Regions from separate parts of the Mus musculus genome. Here region 2 is linked to region 1. Evidence: chromatin contacts called from public HiChIP or PLAC-seq data. All regions are on one chromosome and are shown on one strand. Each heading gives the region's core, a stretch centred on a gene start, on an enhancer-like site or on the middle of the called end of the contact. The rest is flanking DNA. Distances are from core to core; before and after follow the strand shown.

The links. HiChIP or PLAC-seq counts read pairs in DNA pulled down with a chosen protein or histone mark.
Region 2: a contact with region 1 is called in an H3K27ac HiChIP or PLAC-seq map of embryonic stem cells, with 10 read pairs. The contact joins the promoter of 1700029M20Rik here to the enhancer-like site in region 1. A contact is called at or near these places in 1 of 39 promoter capture datasets (embryonic stem cells), 9 of 484 Hi-C or Micro-C datasets (the HPC-7 cell line, bone marrow-derived macrophages, embryonic fibroblasts and 6 more), 7 of 115 datasets of contacts at active chromatin or transcription factors (the 230-238 cell line and embryonic stem cells) and 1 of 9 other capture datasets (adipose tissue).

The regions. Positions count from the first base shown.
Region 1 is chr4:135,541,556-135,547,627 of GRCm38.p6, forward strand. It overlaps Grhl3 (grainyhead like transcription factor 3), which reads right to left. Exons shown (of 16, transcript NM_001013756.2): 15 at 4,688-4,752; 16 at 333-1,218. The coding sequence ends at 1,104. Among named protein-coding and RNA genes, the nearest start is that of Gm30888, 29 kb to the right of the region's middle. Within about 2 kb of position 3,721, at least 87 of the 459 cell types and tissues checked have an H3K27ac peak or open chromatin away from gene starts, as enhancers often do. A contact at or near this core is called in adipose tissue, bone marrow-derived macrophages, embryonic stem cells and 1 more, where this site is marked.
Region 2 is chr4:135,624,266-135,630,337 of GRCm38.p6, forward strand. 1700029M20Rik (RIKEN cDNA 1700029M20 gene) reads left to right here and starts at 2,390. Exons shown (of 2, transcript NR_027909.1): 1 at 2,390-2,780; 2 at 3,491-5,933.

The DNA.
Region 1 (6,072 bases), core at 2,471-4,970:
CCCAGGTCTTGGTGGCATGGGTCCCAGCTTTGGGCTCTGTCCACTGGCCTAGCTTTGAGGGACTTGTCACAGAGGTGGTGAATCTTCCCGGGCCTTGCTCTCTGCATGGAGGAGCCTCGTCATGACTCTTGTGAGACCACATGTGGATTCTATGGCCTGGCAGGGTAAATATGCCATGCCCATTGTCAGCCTTCATGTACAGGACATGAAGCCCTTGGGACAAGCCACAGTGAAGGGAGAAAGAGGAAGGGCCTCTCCAACCGGAGCCTCTCTTCTGGGTCTTTGAGACTCACTGGAGTCTCACAGAAGGAAGAAGCGCATGAAAACCGGGGAAGTGTGCATGGGTAGGCTTTTATTACTAAACCCTATGATATACAAAATGCATAATCGAATAACAGCTAAAAAAATAGTTCAAGAAATATGAAATACATATTTTTGAAATGATAAAAATGTAACATGGACATACAAAATGTTGCATATATGTACATAATATATACTTACATATATATATATATAATCACATAATGAAAACTGTAAATAAGAAATGTGTACAACAGTAGGTGGCAAGGGTATTTGTTCCTGTCAGCTCGATGATGGTGACTTACATCTTGTGCCGAGGAAGTCAATAAGAAAGTTTCCTCTCCAAGGGCCTCACAAAGGCATCTGCTGTGAAAGTCACGAGTTTTCAAGTTATTTGGCCAAAGTGTGAGAACTCTCTGGTCTGAAGTTGGTAGAAAGGAAACAGTGAACGTCAGAACCGATCGAGACAGCGGGTGTAGCCCTGCAGAGAAGGTGGTGTGACCCCCGTCCCCTGTAAGGGCCTCTGCAGCGGGACTTAGAAGAGAAAGCAGGCAGTTGGGTCTGTGTTGCTCAGACTCTCCGGTGGGCTGGGTGCTTTCAGGAAGCTCTGGAGTGAGTTCGAGCCTGGGTGGGACATTTAGATCCTGGAACCTTCTTGGTCTCTCCCTGGCTTGGACATCACCGAGTTGGTTGCTTGCGAGACCTCTTTCCCAAAGAAAGGCATTTCAAGTAACAGCTGACACAGAAGAGGTTGTACGTGGCTTGAGCCGGGCCCCGGGTGTGGGACGCTTGAGGCCGGGCCCTCATAGCTCCTTCAGGATGATCTGGATCTTGCCGTCCAGCTCACCCATGTCCAGCAGGAAGGCCACGTGGTTGCTGTAGTGTTGGATGATGTTGTTGTCCATGTTAACCAGGATGCTGGAAGAGAGAGGAGGGAGACATGGTTACTATGCGTCCAGGCCAGCTGTCATGACCCTCTGAGCAACAAGCTTGATAGCAATGCTACAGGCCACTTCTGTAGCTTTCTGTGACCCTCAAGACCAGGCTGTAAGATGAGGAATTCCAGTGGTCAAGTTTCAGCTCGGAACCCAGCCTGCCAGCCATGCCATGCTGGTGCCTGCTGGTGGATGGCTTCCCTTCTGCTGGGCTGAATGTGGATGCTTCTGAGTGACTAACATGAAACTCTGGGAGAGATGCTATGTTCTCAGTCATTAGACTGGGGGCTCGGACTGTAAACTCAAGTTCAGGAGGTGTAGTAATCTGGGTTTCACAGAAAGCTACACTGAGCCACTCAGGTGTGTTGGCCTGAGCCAGAGACAGGGGCCATACAACACCCCTCTCAATTGATTCCTGTCAAGCTGAAATCTCAAGGGGATTATATAACAGACTGGAAGGATGGAGCCTCCACCCTCAAGTCAGGGACTTGAAGCTCAAGAAGCATGAACTCCATGGCTATGGGCTCTGAAAGGGTCAAAGTCATAGTTTATATCAAGAGTACCCTGTAAGAGCTGCCTCCCTGATAAAAAGTCACCCAGAGGTCACCTGAGCTGTGCTTTGTCTCCCTGCTAATCTTCTGAGCAGGTGATAGAATTGGGCATATACATTCAACCATTTATCCATCTCTCTGTTCATCTATTCATCATCTGTCTGTCCATCCATCCATCTATCCATCTGTCCATCCACCTATCTGCCCATTTACCCATCCATCCATCCATTTGTCCATCCGTCCATCCATCCATCTGTCCATCCATCCACCTACCCATCCATCTCCCCATCTCTTTCCTCCATCCTCCCTCCATATATCCATTTATCTCTGATCTTTCAGTCTTTGCTGGACACTTTCATGTGCAGGACATTGCTCCTGCACACAAATTAATTGGACCTGAATTCTGTCCTCCAGAATTTCATCCAGAAAGGAAGACTGGGTTCTTAACAACCATGCCATGCCAGGCAATAGAATGGAGAAGCTACGATTCAAAGACACAAAGCTATTCTTTTGTAGCCACGGTTAGTAGATGGCAGAGCTCAGGTTTTAATCTAGACCTTTGTATTTCTATGATATCACTTTTCAGGATAGGGAAAAGAGCCACAAAATCCTATAAATACAAGTTAGTGGGAGTCAGAAGGAAGCCAAAAATCTATGTTCAGGCAAGAGCTCAGTAGATGCTTGCTTTTGTAAGGACTCTGGGAAGGGTGGCAGGGACAGTAGTGAACCTGAGAAGCCCACTGGGCTATTTCTGTCATCTGTCAGCACCAGCTGGCAGCGCCTTCTTTTGGGGAAAAGGTTGGAGGTGGGGCTCCCAGAGTCTGGGGGCTGGCAGGACCCTGCATTCCCAGGTGATCATTATCTTGGGGGCTGAAGGCTGGAGATACACTAGAGAGCAGGGCTGGGTGGGGAGGAGAGAAGGTGTGTGCTCTGGAAACTTCAGGGTTGAATTGTCTGTTTCCTAGCATGGCATTCATCAGCCTCAGCGTACTGGGCTGTGTAAGCGCACCTCCAGGGCAGTGGTGTGAAGATGGATCCTCCAGTAAGAGGTCAGTGACAACTGGGTCCCCAGCCAGTGGCAGGCACTTGTCAACAGTTATTGTTATTTCTTAGCTTCCAACCCCTCTGCCTGTATTGAGTTAACCCCCCTGGCCCACTGCCAGCAAAAACAGTGTGTTGGTTAATCTTTCAAGCACTCTATGATGCTTGTAAAATTGATTTTATCTACCTTGGTCTGGAGGACTTGGGGGGAGGAGACCTGTGAGAATAAAGTAGGCTTTGGGTTAGAATATCCACCTTTCTCTGATGTGGACATATATTTGAATGAACTCATATATGGAAATATGGTCTTTCATATTTCTTATCTTTGAGCTGAAGTTCTCATGGCTGTGGAGTTCATGTGCTCCACAGTGCTGAGTGAACAATATGTGCATATTTCTTAGAGGTCAGAGGAACAAGGAGGAGAGGTGAGATCAAGCCGTGTGTGTGTGGGGGGGGGGGGTGCACTTTAGGTCACCGAGAATCTCTTTTGCTAGTCTCTAACTCAGGACCGCTACTTTGAACCTCAGCTTCAAAGGGGGGCGGGGGGATCCTGCCGAGCTCAAGGGCAGCCGGGATGATGCCAGGAATTACTGGGGACAGTATCTGGCCCGAGGGAAGAACTTCCGTGATGGAAGTCATGACAATTACAGTTTGAGCAGCTGCCTGGATTGATGGGAAGGCCTCCCGGCAAAGGAGCCAGGAGCTAGAACGCTGAGCCTCACAGCTCATCAACTTCCCAACTTACACAGACTATCCCTGGTCCCTCAGGGGAACCCTGCACAGGAGGGGCAGAAAGCAGGGCACATGGGTGTGGCGCTAAAGGAGAAGTGGGGCTGGGCTTGTCTGGGCAAAGCAGACGAGAAGCAGTCTTACTCCAGACAGAGGGTGAGCCCCTGTATGAAACCGAAACTTGATGGGATGGCGGAGAGGAGAGGGAGGAGGCTGGTGGGAGGGGAGAGACCCCACACACCGACAAAACCCTCTAGATTCTCATGCAACCCAAACCAAATGGGTCCTTTTCTACACTCCAGCCTTTTGCCTGGGAGGCTAGCTGGGAGCCACAGAGGAAGGACAAGGGGGCGGGGCTTGGAGGAAGCCAGGCATTCTCAATGGGAGAATGTGCCGACCACCGGGCGGGTCATGCTCAAGTGCAGCTGGAGTTAGACTGTCTATTGGGGTGCAGCTGTGCTCCCCACAGAGCAGCGGGAGGACTAGCAGGTCCTGGAGAGTATGGCCTGCTTCTCTCCTGCCTGCTGTAGCCTGGAGGGGGAAGAGAACCTTGGAGTTTCTTTTGATTGGGCTCTTCAACCTAATCCCCAATCAAATTCCCACCTAGGCTCCTGGCAGCCACCCCTTCCTGTCACCCTCTGCCTGGGGAGGCTCCTCTGGGCCTCCTTACCTCTGGTGCCTTGCTCACTGCTCCTGCACCCACCCCTGCTTATTGCCTCCGAGCCTCAGTTTTCCTGCATGTAAAATGTGGGTGTGTGTGCCAGTGTGATTCCAAGGGTTAAATGAGATAGACTCAGTCTGATGTCTGTAACAGGAGTCGGGTGAATGGAGGTTGCTACAATGAACATAATAAGAGAAGAACTTTGGTCTCCAGTGTTTTGGGGACTTGAACTTGGGTCTTCTGATGAGCGAGCCGCACTCCCCCCTCTATGCCAGGAGGGTCACTTGTGAGAAGACCCTTGCACCTCCTCCTACTCTCACCCAGGTTTCTGCAGGTGGAGAGGTGACCATGACCTTGGCCTGACTTGGGGACTCTCCACCCTCACTGAGCATGCTCTCTGTAACTCCGCCAAGGCCAAGCCCAGCCTTGGTAGCTCTGAGTAGCCCCTGGAGGACTGAAGTGGCACTTACCCTCGCTTGCATTTCTTGTAGACTTTGCAAATATTCTCCTCGGGGAGGCCGTACTTCTCAGAGATCTGGAAGGAAACGGTAAGGTTTCACTGCCTGTGGCCCAAACTGGATTTATACATACTTTATACTACTGCCTTTTACTTGGTGGCTATAAAAGTAATAAATAGCGGGAAAACAAAGAGAATTACAATGATCCTATTTCCCTGGGGAGAACACCACTGTCACCTGGGCACCTTCCCCTCTGTGTGCTGTGCATGCGTACATACGCATAAATTTACATCACCCGTAGGGGGTTTGATATTATTTTGAATTGTCTTATGATAAGCCAAATCACAAGAAACCCTTAGCAAACTGCATTTTAGTGTCTATAAAATATCTAGTTGAGCATCTACCATTTCCTTTGGTTCTCACCTAGGGTCTGACCTTTGGATCTGTGTTTAAGGACTGATTTTTCACTGGCTGGTGACCTCATGCAGACTCTTTGTGGGGACAGCAAGAATGCCTCCCCCGCCCCCCGCCAGAGGACTGCTGAGAGAATTAAATGATTGGCTGATGATGTCATATGTTCACGCCAGCTCCTGCCATGTACCAAAGCCCCCATGAGTGTCACTGTCACTGTCTTGGGAGCAATGGGCGTGCTCCAGAACCTGCTTTTAGGTGGGGTACCCCGCATGTCCCTCTCCTGAGCAGGAGTTCATAATTGCAGCTGATGGGGTTGGCCCATGGAGCGCCAAGTGCCCAAGCCTGGCTCAGAGCCTAAAGGCCCATTAGGTCCACATGAGAGCTTCCTCTATAGGTGAGGCAGCTGTGGCTCTAAGCTTGGCTGAGCAGCCTGCCTGAACCAAGACAAGTGGTCCCTGCCCACACTAGAGTTGCCTAACTTGTCATTGTTGTTGTTGTTGTTGTTTGAGACAGGATCTCTCTCTATCACCCTGGCTGTTCTGAAACTTACTATGTAGACCAAGCTGGCCTTGAACTTACAGAGATGTGCCTGTACCTGCCTCTGGAATGCTGGGGTTAAAGGTGTGTGCCACCATACTGGGGGAGTTGTAGAACAGTGTTCCTGTGCCTCTCTTAGTTTCACTTTTGGACAATGAAAAGAACTTGGGAAGGACCAGGTCTGGCCCACTGTCAGCTCTCAGTCAAATACTGGTGCCCAGTGGAGCAGGCAGCTTTAAAGCTTCAGTTAAGCCCAGGTGGTCCCCTCTGGGCGGTTGAGAATGAGGAAGAGTTCGGTGTCCTGGGTAATTTTCACAGAGATCCCTCCTAGCTAGAAATGTCCCTAGACTTTCTTCTAACGGCACTGTAATCAGAAGCTGCCAGGGCTCTGTGAAGAGCGGCAAGCTCTGCTTCCAGGGAAGCAGAGAAGCCAAGAGTGGGTGCCG
Region 2 (6,072 bases), core at 1,140-3,639, 81 kb after region 1:
ACCCAAAGAAGGGAAGGGACTGGAAAAGTTTATGGCCACACCCGAGTCCTGCCCCCAGTCTTCTCCATTCCTGTGAAGGCGGACAGCCCTCGGGCAGCCCAGCCCTCCCAAGGTGGGCAGTAAGGAATTTTCCCTCCTGGAACCAATGGTGGTTTCAAAACAAGGGCTGTGTCCCATGGGCTCTCTGAGCCACCCACTCGCTGTCTCTATCAGCTGACAAAGTGACCAGAGTCCCCGCTGCAGACTCAGCCAGCACCAAGTCTTTCTGCCTCTCCTTGCCCAGGCAGAAGAAGGCAGGTCAGAATGGAGGAAGTGGATTTTGGCACAGGAGGGCAGCCGGACTCCAGGATGCAGAGGCAGGGGAGTCTGACTAGAGAATTCACGCAGGGGATGTCAGATGACAGGAGAGGTGACCAAATCACAAGCGTAGGTCTGGCTGCTGGCTGACTCAGCTGTACAATGTCTCACCCATTCATCGTGATTATTAACAATTGCTCTTTGAAGCAGGGTGACACAGTGACCCACCACATGTACTTCTGAATCAGACAGGCAGAGGTAGGACTTGACACTGCTTCTGTCTCACTAGGGGACTTTAATTACTTCAACTACCTGACCCTCAGCTGCCACATCTGTCCACAGAAATGAATATGCCTCATTCCCAGGAGGCCTGTGAGGAGTGGAAGGATGGCATCTGAGGAGGCTTCAGCACAGGAGCCATCGTTGTAGCAGGGGCTCTGTGGGATCACATGGGCATTGCTACTGAGATCCAAGGGGATGTAGGATGCAGGGAGGAAATCTGTGCCCTCAGGGAGTGTACAGATGCAGAGAGGTGCAGAAAGGCCCGGAGGCATAGAGCCGTGAAGAACAGAGCAGAACATTTGCTGATTTCATTCACTCTCATGCAAGAGCAGATTGGTGAGATGAGTTTAAACTCAAGTAGCTTATTAAAAGTGAGTTATTGATCTGGAGGGCAGTGTGGAATCCAGAGTCAGGTAACTTAGAAAAATCCATCCCCCCTTGAACTCAGTTTTCCAAACTGTCAAGCCCTTCCTTCCTTCCTTCTTTCCTTTCCTCTCTCCCTCTCTCCTTCCTTCCCTCCTTCCTAACTTCTCCTTCCTTCCCTCCTTTGGTGCTTCTCTTTCTCTCCCAATCTCCTTCCTTCCTTCCTTCCTTCTTTCCTTCCTAACTTCCTAATTTCCTTCCCTCCCTCCCCTTCTCCTTCCTTCTTTCCTTCTTTCCTTCTTTCCTTCTTTCCTTCTTTCCTTCTTTCCTTCTTTCCTTCTTTCCTTCCTTCCTTCCTTCCTTCCTTCCTTCCTTCCTTCCTTCGTGTGGTAGGCTTACATATGCAGTTGCACACAGTGTGTCTGTGTGGAGGCTAGAGGTCAACACTGGATGTCTTCCCCGATAGCCCTCTACCTTATTTAGTATTCATATTTTTGTTCGCTTGCTTGCTTGGGTTTTTGAGATGAGGTCTCACTGCGTAGCTCTGGTTCCTGAGTCTGTGATGTCCACTGCCACCCCACCAACCTCGAAGGCTGGGAGAACCCCACAGGTCTGTCAGGGGGAGCCCCCAGACTCCCACTGTTCTCTTAAATACTCCTCTGGGAGAACAGATGGTTTGTCCTGGCTTAAGCAGTGTCACTTGGGGAACCCACTCATGACATCAGGCAGCCGGGCAAGGAGACGTTAGGAAATGGTCTCACCAGTTCTTGCCTATCATGGCCTACCGTGTTAAGAAGATATGCCCTCTCTGCGGTTCTAGGCTTGCAATGAGCCAAGAGAACATACGTGAAATAGCCATCCACACCAGACCTGAATGTGAGGCTCAGTTAGACTTTTCTGGTGTTTGTTTGTTTGTTTGACACAGGGTCTTGGTATGTAGCTTAAGCTGGCCTTTGAATTTCCAATCTTCCTGCCTCAGGCTTCCTTTGGAATACAAACCCAAGTTCAAAACTGAGCTAGGGCATCCGTGCTTGTATGGCTGAGGAAGCCGCTTCGTCCTGCCTGGGCCCATGAGGTGAGAAGCCCGTGGTCCTGCCAGCACCAGTCCTTGCTAGGTTGTGCGAGGCTCAAAGCTTAAGAAACAGAAGAGAGCCAGTTGCGATCTTCTCTGGGGTAGGTGACCAGAGTCCGAGAGAGCTTCTAGTCCAACGACAAACCATTAAGGGCCTCAAGTGTGTGACTGGGTGTGAGGGTGGCTACGTGTGTCCCTTCCAACGCTCACAACGACCTAGGACTAGAAGTACTATTTTTGATAACTCTCAAAGCGATTTTGCTGCCCCCCTATGCCCCAGGAGCAGTAGTCCTTGCAAGGCTCTGATTGGCCCTCCTGTGACCACATGGCTTAGTGGCGAGCTCTCCTATTGGGCGGAGTCCACGCAGACCCGCCTCTCTTTAACACTTTAACCCAACCAGCTGAAGCAGCACATGTGGGTCACCTTGGAGACAGCCGACCTACCAATCTGAAAGAGACCGTTTTCCCTAACTTCCAGGACTGGGGGAGTTAACGGTTTGAGCGAACTCTCTCGCTGAAGTCCCACGGCTTCAGGGTCATTCGACTTGCAAATTGACTTGGCTCCTCTCTCACACCCATGTTTAGGGGGCTGTGGCCAGCATGGTGTTTTCCATAGCCCTGGAACGGAAATCAGGTTGGGCAGCGTGACCAACCGCTGAAGCACGGCAGGAGGAATGACTAGATAGGATTTAAGGATGGCTCCCGGGACCGCAGCATCAGAGGAACGTCAAGAACACACCTTAAGGGAGAGAAAGACCGTTGTGAGGTATGAACAAAGTAGATAGTTGTGCTGATCTGGAGCAGATAGGGCCACCCCGTGACCACCATCGAGTCTTAAAGGATACGACCCTCCCAAGACCTTTCCCAATGGGTGGAGGTGGGCATCATGGTCAGGAGCGCAGGGCTTGGAGTGTGCCCACGTGGTCGCAAATTCCCGTTCTTATGCTTCCAAGCTGCAGGGCTTCACCCTACCTGCCTCATGGGGCAGCTCAGAGCTCTGTGTCTATGAAGGGAGGTTATGTTTCCTTCTCCAGTGGACCTTCCCAGACCCTCAGGTGAGCTCCAGACTCCACAAGGACACCCCTGAATCGACGGACGTCTCTCCTTATTTCCTTGAGTGATCTGCATTTCTCTCAGAATTGTGAAGGGAGCAGATGGAACGGGTAAAAACCTACCCGGGCTTTCAAAGCCCTATTCAGTTCTCTGATACCCGAACCCTGAGGCACCAGCACACTTTCTTACCCAGATACCTGCTGGGGTAATAATGTTGTCAATATTGTGTTCCTGCCCTGTCTGCTGGCCCTGGCCTGGGCTGACCCTCTCCTCTCAAGATAGACCCATCCCTTTAGCGGTTCAGAAAAGAGAGGCTGATCACAGGTCCCCTGTCACTAGGAGGTAGCCAGCCCACCACCACAACACAAAGGTTTTCAGCCACTGAACTCCCAAGTGTTTCTCAACTCCAACTCTCTCCCCTAGGGCTCTCAGGAGCAAGCACCTATACTCTCTTGGCAACTTTCCTCGATGTCCAGTGTCCACGCACCTCCTAGCTTTGAGCATCGCTGTCTACTCGTCCTTGAGAGCGTCAGCAAGAAGGAAATTACTCTGCCATTTTCAACCACCCCTCATCCCAATCTTACCATACTTATCCTAGACTGGCTCTTCCAGGACCAGATCTGAGTCTGACTCACCTCTGTGTTCCCAAAATTGAGTACCGGCTGGTCCAAGAGTGGTTTCCTACCTATATCTGAAGAGTTGAGTATATGTGGGGCCCATCTCATTCACTGTGTTCTAGGCCCTAGGGTGTTTTTCATCCTAACAGGAAACTGATCTGGCCTAGGGTGTTGTCTGCAAGTCACCCATGGGCACCATTGCCTTCGCCAGGCCGCGGTTTCTTAATGTAGTACTGGAAGTTCATGTATTTTTCCCAAAAGGGTAGGCAAAGTTTTCAAGAGTTTGTGGGTTGTTTTCTGGGAGGGAGGATCAGCAACAGTCTCCATCAGAATTCAGCGGGGTTGTGAGAAGAGACCGGAGAAAGGGTACGGGGAGGAGAATAGTTCCCGGAAACATTTGCCCAGATCCCTGGGTCACACACCTGCTGTCCTCCTCCGTCCTCCTCCGGCATGGGAGGAGCCCTGAGCTCCAGGGGTGCATGTCACTGTTTGGCCCTTTGGGAAGTTCTATAAACTGGGATGTGTCCCCTGCAAGCACACTCCTGTGGTGTGAGCACCCTTCAAAGGCATTTGCTGGCTTTCACAGGGCTCTGGATCTTTTCGAGGCAAGTTTAGAAGCCTCACTCACTCCCAGGGCGGTACTAGGGTGGGGGGTGGGGTCCAGGACAGGGCCTGGTGTGCACTAGGCAAAGCTCTCCACCTCTCCAGCCCCCATCCCTTTGAGTTGAACTCAGCTCTGTTTTTCCCTAAGGTCTCTTCCCAGGAGCAATTGCCCTTGCCTGCTTTTCCTTCAGGCCTCTGCTGTCGGGTCTTCAGGGCCAACTCTCTGCCTGACCATGGCCTGAGCAGCGAGAACCCCTCCCCTAACACCTGTTTCAGCACATGACTGGGCCAATCCTGATTTTCAAGACACATTTCTGTGGTCCTTCAACTGTCAGGGCTATTGATGAATTGTGGTCTCCCAAGAAGACGGGCTCCTCACTTGACGCCTCTCTGTTCTGTTCCTGTGGCCTAGCAAGGGGTATGCACACCATAGGTGCTAAATAAATGTGCAGTATCAAGAAAACAGTCTTGTTTTCACAGACTGGATCGGCCATAGCTGAACCAGTTTCTTGGATGCTCTCTAACGGGCATGCAGGATGCCTTGTTTTCTTATGCGGTATAGAGTGGCCATTCTGGGGCTCGAAGGGAGAACGTGGTTCCTCACTGCCGACCCAGGGAAGGAGCTCAGCTACGTAGACTCTGAACCCAGGCAGTCTGGATTCAAACCTCAATGTAACTCTATTGCCCTGAGCATGTTGATCTCTTTGTGCCCACGTGTCCCTTATCTTATACAGGGATGTTAACATCCTAGGCCACTTGGGGGACTCTTGAGAGAATTCAAGCATTTGTAATCTAGAGTGGGACATTGCCAGTGCATGGCTGTCATTAATGGCCACACAATTCAAGTCCCTTCTGCCCTTTGCCTTTCAATAATATGTCTAAAGCCTAGAGCCTTCACTTCAATTTCTTGGCTCCCATTTAACCAGCCCAAGTAACGGGATCATCCAAGGTCATTTCCAACCTGTGGACACTGGGTTGTTAGCTGGAAGGACCCATGTGTGCCCTGGTCTCTGGCGCATGGGGCCAATCTTAGTTTCAGCAGAATAGTCATAGTTACACCCCAGTCTTGGATCTTGGAGTTTTCTTATTTATGAAGCAAGCCCCAAATACCTCCTCAAGCCAGAAGCCTGATGGGAGAATTCATTAATGCCCTTGCCTGACCCTTGAGAATGAAAAAGGGTCAGGGAAAGTTGGACTTGCTGAGTGTCTAGCACAATCCTTGACATCTTGCACATCCTTTAGTGAGCCTTCACATTAGCCCGAGGAACCCACAGAAGACGCCTATGACTCAAGAATTATCGGCCAACATGTGGACTTCCTGCTGATGTCTGCACTTGCATTAGAGGAGGCTCTGGAATACCATTTGTGGTAATGGACCACTTCTGTATCTTGATTGTGGTGATGATTATATGGGATCAAATCTCACAGGAGCAAATGGCACAGGCTGCGTGCTGAGCGGAAGCCTCTGGACTCTTAAAGAAGGCTTCTGAGTTAGTGAAATTGGACTACAGCCAACTTGCTGGCTCAGAGTTTTGTGGTCACATTAGATGTTGCTACTGGGGGAAGCTGGGGAACGGTCCATGGAACCCTCTATCTCTGCTATTTAAGGCTTGTGAGTCTTAAACTAGAATAAAATGAAATATTTGAAAAAGTGCAATCATTAAGAAAGGGCTGGGGGCGGAGTTGTCAGTGGTGGGAGTGGGGGCGGGGCAGGAGAGATGGCCCCGTGACTAGGAGCACATACTGCATTTCCAGAGGACCTGAGTTCCTTCCACAGCACCCATG